Linked DNA regions of Mus musculus: region 2 is linked to region 1. The links are chromatin contacts, called in public Micro-C maps. All regions are on one chromosome and are shown on one strand. Each heading gives the region's core, a stretch centred on a gene start, on an enhancer-like site or on the middle of the called end of the contact. The rest is flanking DNA. Distances are from core to core; before and after follow the strand shown.

Region 1 (3,781 bases), core at 899-3,398:
GGGACTTGATCAAGCATGTTCTGTATGGCGTTGGTTTTCTTCAGATACTTGTAGCATTTTCTAAACTGGCCTTTCATGGTAATTGACAGCAGGACTCTTTTGTTTGTTTTGTTATTGTTATTGTTTTCTCCAGACAGCTTTTCCCTGCGTATTCTGGCTGCCCTGGAACTCGCTCTGTAGGCCAGGCTAGCCTTGAACTCAACAGATACACCTGCCTCTGCCTCAAAAGTGCTGGGATTTAAGTCCACCTCCACAGCCTGACGGACAGCAGTACTTTTAGTTTCTACCTCTAGAAACAGTAAGTCGGGGGCCAGGGTAATGGTTCCATGGGTAAAACCACTTGAGTCTCATGTCTCAGAGCCCACATAAAGCCCTGATCCTGTGACTCTCATCTGCAAACTCAACACTCCCACTGGGACATGGGAAGCAGAGATGGGAGAATCCGCCTGAAGCTGGAGGCCTTCTAGTCTGGGCTCCACAGCACAGGAATAGAAATAAGAGAGACACTTAAAGAGGAAGATAACCAGTTCTAACCTCCACACAGGCTCTGTGTCATGTGTGCGCACACATGCATGCACACATTCCTACACACACTCATTCGGACACACATGCACTCACACACTCGTACACACAGACACACATGCTCTCAAAAACATCGCCCAAAAGAAAAAAAAAAAGCCCCACAAATAAATGAGAAAAGAACAGTAAAGAAATAGCAATTCTGTGCAGAGCACAGGGATGAGCATTTTTGACATCTTCATTTTTTTGCTTTCCTTTGGCAGTTGGCACCTGCAGCCCAGTTCTGAGGTAAAGTGGAATTATAATAGAATACAGTAATGCCATGTTTTTGCTGTGGGGACTGCAATGTCTTCCCTGACCCCCAGTGTCACTCTCAACATGATGAGCTTCCATGAGGTTAAGCCCTTGGTTTTCATTCATTTCGTGTAAAGCAATTTAAATGTGTAGGTCTTCGATAGGACTTTTATTTAAGCATCATCTTTTTTAAAAAATGATTTATTTATTTTTATTTTATGTACATTGGTGTTTGGCCTGCAGATCCCCTGGAACTGGAGTTACAGACGGTTGTGAATTGCCTTATGGGTGCTGGGAATTGAACCTGGGTCCTCTGGAAGAACACCCAGTGTTCCTAATTGCCCAGTCTCTTTCCAACCCCTAAACATGTTGTTTCTTGGTCAGTATGCTATGATTGTTCGCTTGAAACCACAGTGATTTCGAATTTTGTAGAGTGGAATCATGAGGTTAATAAAATACAGTAATCCTAAGGTGTTGAGATATCCTAACATTCGTGTGTGTGTGTGTGTGTGTGGTATATGTGTGTGTGTGGTATATGTGTGTGTGGTATATGTGTGTGGTGTGTGTGTGTGTGTGTGTGTGTGTGTGTGTGTGTGTGTGAGCTTGCAAATGCTTTCACACACTGAACCCCAGGGTTATCCTCCACTAAGAGCCTGGGCCATGCACTCCTATCCTACTTACACAATGAACTTGCTGAGATCTGCTGACCTTCTCCCTAAATCTCTTCCAACAGAGCATATCCCCCCACTCTCTGTTAAAACTCAGCGTCTTAAAATTCGCGTTTCTCTGGCATTTTCTTTTCCCGAATCTGTGACTTGTCTGTGGCTCACCTCTTCAACTGCTTCCCCTTCTTGTTCCCCCTTCATTCCCAACAGGCTGTAGATTCGGCCTTTTGTGATGAGATGCTGCCATCTCCAAATGCATGGGGCCACGTTATGGCTATTCTGAGATACGTGTGGCCTGTGAGTCACAGGTTAGACACATCTATCTCCTTTCCATGTTATCGTTAAGGCCCCTTCTTTCTCTACTGCTCCTGGTCCCAGGAGTATGTCTCAGTCTCCACTAGGTCAATTTTCAATGGGTCCTCTAAGCATGCTTTTCTGTAGAGCATTTCTCACTAGTCAGTAGTTGTGTTTGCTGATAACTTCCTGTCTTCTCTTACGAGACTATAACATGTCTGAGAAATGAGTTCTTTTTTGTAGCTATGGTGGTTCAAATGAGAACGTCACCTCACCGGCTTAGGTAGTCAAACACTTGGTCCGCAGTGGGCCGCCCAGTTTAGGGAGAATATGGAACCTCCTGAAGGTGGAGCCTTGTTGGAGGAAGTACATCACTGGGGGCCGGGCAGGCTTTGAGTGTCTATAGTCTCTCCTCACTTCCTGTTTGCTTTCTCTGCTCAGTGCTGGGTTTTTTGTTTTTTGTTGTTGTTGTTTGGTTTTTAGAGACAGGGTTTCTCTGTGTAGCCCTGGCTGTCCTGGAACTCACTCTGTAGACCAGGCTGGCCTCTGCCTCCCAAGTGCTGGGATTAAAGGCTTGTTCCACCACTGCCTGTGTGCTGGTTTGAGATGTGTTGTAGCATCCTGTTCTTGCTGGTTGCTGCTCCCCTCCCATGGTGGACTATTACCTTTCTGAAACTGTAAGCCCAAATAATCTCTTCGGTAAGTTGCTTCTGGTTATGGTATTTTATTACAGCAATAGGGAAGTAATAGATACAGTTACTTATCAATGACCTGCAGATGCCTAGGACAGTGTTCAGACCAAGGTCATGACTTAGTAAGTATTAGATAAATCAGTAAATAAATAGATGTGCTGAGCTCGATGGAATGTACTTGTAGTCATGGGAGCCTACAGAAGTATCTCTTAGAGTTCAAGAGTTCAAGGCCAGTTTGGGCAATATAGCAAGACCCTGCCTCAAAATTAAAAAAAAAAAAAAAAAAAAAAAGGATAAGTAGACATGTAGGTGGATGGATAGATGGATGTGTAAATAGATAGACATATAAAAATAAGAGAAATTGGCAGGACTGACAGACCAAATTCATAAAGGTGTTTGTCCTAGAAATAGGAGGAATATATATATATATCCATAAAAAGAAAAATGAGTGTGGTTATTTTAAGGTTTACCTTTTGGGTTTTATGCATTTTTCCATATTTTGTAATATAAACAGGTTTTATTTGAAATCAGAACAGCAGAATGCTGTGTAGAAGGAGGTGGTTCTCACTACCAACCTCTTTCCCAGTTTGGAAGCAGACTGGCTCCCACCATGTTCTTCCCCAGACACTTGCTTTTGTTTTCTATAAAGGACATAGTCATTTATGCTGATGTGAGCCCACGTATTAGAATATTTTCTGAATAGGTATGTGTGTAGGCTTTCTTGAACATCACTAAGGGAAAAACATAGACTCAGATGGTCTCCATGGCAACGGGTTCAGAGCTAAGATTGATCCCTGAGGATAACAGCAGTAGATATCCCAGCCTTGGAAGGTATCTTGGCTTGCCTCCAGGCTACACATGCTGCTATCTGAGCGCCAGAATCAGGGTTCATCTTCAACCACAGCCCCTCTGCTTTACAAATGTGCTCGGAGCCAAGGCCAGGGGAGCCTCCTGCCCTGATGTGCTGCTTCTGGAAGCTGTGGCTCCCAGAACTCATAGCTGCCACCTGAAGCCTGCCTAGCCTTTGCTCTTTGAATATAGTGCAACTTGAACTAATCGTATCACAATCTCTCATCTGCATTGGAAGCCTGGACAGTTCTGAACCCTACTGGGTTTTCTATATAGGCTATGATAAAAGATGCCTGCCCCTTCTTTCCTTTCCTTTTGAGACAGAGTCTCAATCAGCTCAGAATGGCCTTAAACTTGCTATGTACCTGAAAATGACCTTGAGCTCTTCCTGTCTTTAATGTGTCACCCTGCCTGGGATATGGGGTGTCCAGGGATCTGGGCAGGGGTGTTATCTAGATGTTTGTTAGG
Region 2 (3,781 bases), core at 608-3,107, 100 kb before region 1:
TTTGCAAGGCCACCCCTACAGTGACACTTGCCAACCTGGCACCCCGCTTGTCCCTCAAGTCTATCTGCAGCTTGTTTATCCACAGGCACAGAAACAAAAGCCTCCAGACATGAGCCTTCTCTCCCCCCAACCCCCCACTCCTGCCTCACGCCTCCTCCCTACTTCCTCTTCCCCCTCAGGGTGGACCACATACCCGCCCCCCTACACGGGAGCCCCAAGCCCTGCTGGTGCCCAGCCTGGGACACTCAGGAGTATTTGGGGTCAGATGAAGGCAAGCATGCTGGGAAAGGCAAGGCCCGTGCTAACAAAGCCAGCAGTGGGAGACGCTAGCTGTCTTGCTTGCATAAGCAACCTACCAGGCCAGCGAGGCTTGGCTCACAAACCACTGCAAGGATCAGGAGGCAGCTTGTGCTGGGGGTGGGGGGGTGAGGGGGAGTGGGAGACACTGGTTTTTGGATAAAGACGCTCAACTTGGCCTCCTCTTCGCCCAAAGACCCAGAGCTAGTAACCCGTGACTGGCTGCGCTTCTATTTTCACAAGGGAAGAAAACGATGCCCAGATTACTACCGACAGCAAAAGTGAGATTAAGGCAGTTGGAATGAAGTGAAGGAACCCATAAAAGACACATGGGAAGACATCCTGCAATCAACCCAGGAACCCTGCCCATCCCCTAAGACTAGTCACACACACAGTCTTCTAGAAAGAGGTTTTGAAGTCAAATTGAAGGTCGTCCATCACCACCACCATCATCATCATCATCTGTACCTAAGGCTCAGTGAACACTGAGGAAGACGGGGCAGACAGATAATATGAAATCCTCAAAGATAAAAGTTAAAAAGTAAAGAAAAACACTAAATAATAAATAATTAAGAAAGTAAATCAAGGGACTTTGTTGTTTAAGGTCTCCAACCAATAAATACTCAGTACTAATGGTGACTTAGATTTAAAAATCACAAAATAGAAGGGAATACAACCACAAGAGCTAGCTAAAAACCATCGGTGAGCATCTAGCTAAATCTGTGTGAGGGCCTGGGTCCAATTCCCAGTGCCACACAGGCACACATTCAGTCATATACACACATACAACCCTCCCAGCCCCCCAAACAGCCCTAACACATACACACAGCCCCTGCCACAGCCCTAGCCATACACACAGCCCCCCAAACAGCCTCAGCCCCCCACAGCCACATGCACAGCCCCTTTGCAACCCCCCTACAGCCCCCCATATACATATACACACAGCTACATATACACAACCACCACACACACACACAGCCACAGTCACACACATACACATGCGCACTAAACAGCTGGAAAACAGCCACACCGAGGTAGCCCGCAGACACACTCACCGGGTGATATAGGTCTGCTTGAGCTGGGAGAAGGCGTGTAAGGGATTGGGCTGGACACAGTGCGAGGTCTCAATCCTTGTGCAGACATCTCATTAAAATACCTGAAAGGAGAGAGGAGGAAGTGGTTCAAACACCCATGTTCACGTGGGCCTCAGCAGAAGAAACCCTAGGAGTGAAGCTCTCAAGGCACAACCTAAGGTCAAAATCCTGGGAGCTGGAGAGGCTGTACCCAGGGGACATCTCTAGTACAGAGGACTCCGGAGTCACACTGCTCTAGTCTCACAAGTGTCATCATCCCCAGAGACTTGTCGTAGCCACGCAACACATAAATATCACAAGGGACCTGTCCTGGAGTCCTGCCAGTGACCTCACAAGCACACAGATATATCTATTTGAATTGTTACTTGAAACTCAAAATCAACAGGCTCACTGATACTTAACACACTGAAGGACAAATATGCCCCTAGGCCGAGTGCCAAGGTTTTCACAAGGCAGGCTCTGCTTAACAGGTTAGAATTTAACAGAAGACACCAGTGCTGGGCACCCTGGGCGGGTCATGCCCAGCCACTCTGTGCTGAGTCTAGCTCACATTGGGCCCAAAGATGCTGACGTGTGATTACGGGGACCGTCGGCTTTCACTTTGCAAACCAAGCATACAGTGCTGATGCAGGGGGATTTCTGTTTGACAGACTTCCTGACAAACCATCCTCCCTGGTCTTAAGGCTAACCAGGCATGGACTTGGACCTCAGAGCACCATTAGCCCTGGTGTTTATTCACACGAGGGACTGACCCAGCCCCTTCCAAGCAGGTTAATGAAGCTTGAATGACACACAGCTCAACTAGACGCCTGTCTCTGTCTCCTTCCCTTCTTTAGGACAGTCCACCATAAGAACACCAGGTGGGGCGTTTCCTTATATTATACAAACAGGAAGGTGGTTTAAGATCACCCCTTACAGTCTTAAGTGTCTGGTATTTTCTTTCCCCTAGATCTATCTCAATGGCTCAATTCTGGGGTGCAGAGTGCTACTTAACCAGGTACTTAGCAACTCCATGGTACCTTGAATAACTTACAAAAATAAGTAAAAGCAGGGCTGGGGATGTAGCTCAGTTGGGGAGAGTTTTTGCAGCAGCATGCATGAAGCCCTGGGTTGTGCCTCTAGCACTCTGGTGGCACACGCCTCTAATCCCAGCAATCTGGGGCAGAAGCAGGAGGATCAAAACGCAAGGTTAGCTCAGGACTACAGGACACACCACCCCCCCAAAACCCACAAACACAACAACAAACCCAACAGAAATAAAGCAAACTTGCGCCGTGAACGTCAGCTCTGGAGGAAGTGGCCCATCTATCTGGAAGCCACATCTTCTAAGAGCGGCCCCTCTGAAGCCCAGCCCTAGGTGCTCTGTACTCCAGCTCCCCCGAGTCTTAAAGTAGTTAGTAAAATATCTAGTGAACTGCTTTGTGTTTGGGCTGACGTGTTCAGTCAAACCGTTTTACTGAGAATGGGAAACTGTCAAGAACAGACTTAGAAGCAGGGATTACAATTTCAAAATACAGTAAAACCTTTTCAAGTGAGGAAGCAGAGAGATTTTAAAGAGGGAAGCTTGTCATTCTTCTGTAACTTCTAGAGTCCCGTTTATAACTTGCCATTATTTTAAAAATCCGGTTTTCTTGAAAGCATCCACAGAAGTGGTGGGGAGCTTTGCAGTCCTCTGGATCTATGTCTCTGGATCTATTATTTCTCTGGATCTATGTCTCTGGATCTATTATTTCTCTGGATCTATGTCTCTGGATCTATTATTTCTCTAGATCTATGTCTCTGGATCTATTATTTCTCTAGATCTATGTCTCTGGATCTATTATTTCTCTGGAACTATGTCTCTGGATCTATTATTTCTCTAGATCTATGTCTCTGGATCTATTATTTCTCTAGATCTATGTCTCTGGATCTATTATTTCTCTGGAACTATGTCTCTGGATCTATTATTTCTCTAGATCTATGTCTCTGGATCTATTATTTCTCTGGATCTATGTCTCTGGATCTATTATTTCTCTGGTGGACAGAGGCAGAGGGCTGTGTGGCTAGTCACACTTTATCCTCACAGACCAGACCCCATGCGGTGGTTTGAATATGCTTGGTCCAGGGAGAGGTGCTATTAGGTGTGGCCTTTTTGAAGGAAGTGTGTCACTGTGAGGGTGTGCTCTGAGACCCTCCTCCCAGCTTCCTGGAAGCCAGTCTTCTCCTAAATGCCTCAGGAACAGGAGGTAGAAATCTTAAGCTCCTGTAGCCCCTGGATGTTACCATGGTCTCACCTTGATGATAATGGACTGAACCTCTGAACCTGTTACCCAGCCCCAATTAAATGTTGTCCTATGTTAAGAGTTGCCTTGGTCGTGGTGTTCATTGCAGTAAAACCCTAAGACACCCAG

What was found. A called contact is a pair of places that touch in the nucleus more often than the background predicts.
Region 2: a Micro-C map of the G1E-ER4 cell line shows a contact between it and region 1, with 2.4 times the contacts expected there. The contact joins two enhancer-like sites. A contact is called at or near these places in 2 of 484 Hi-C or Micro-C datasets (the G1E-ER4 cell line and liver), 1 of 115 datasets of contacts at active chromatin or transcription factors (embryonic stem cells) and 3 of 9 other capture datasets (adipose tissue, liver and pancreatic islet).

Annotation. Positions count from the first base shown.
Region 1 is chr10:70,077,123-70,080,903 of GRCm38.p6, reverse strand. No RefSeq gene overlaps it. Among named protein-coding and RNA genes, the nearest start is that of Ccdc6, 18 kb to the left of the region's middle. Within about 2 kb of position 2,148, at least 24 of the 459 cell types and tissues checked have an H3K27ac peak or open chromatin away from gene starts, as enhancers often do. A contact at or near this core is called in the G1E-ER4 cell line, where this site is marked.
Region 2 is chr10:70,179,832-70,183,612 of GRCm38.p6, reverse strand. It overlaps Ccdc6 (coiled-coil domain containing 6), which reads right to left. Exons shown (of 9, transcript NM_001111121.1): 7 at 1,353-1,453. Among named protein-coding and RNA genes, the nearest start is that of Mrln, 23 kb to the left of the region's middle. Within about 2 kb of position 1,857, at least 63 of the 459 cell types and tissues checked have an H3K27ac peak or open chromatin away from gene starts, as enhancers often do. A contact at or near this core is called in the G1E-ER4 cell line, where this site is marked.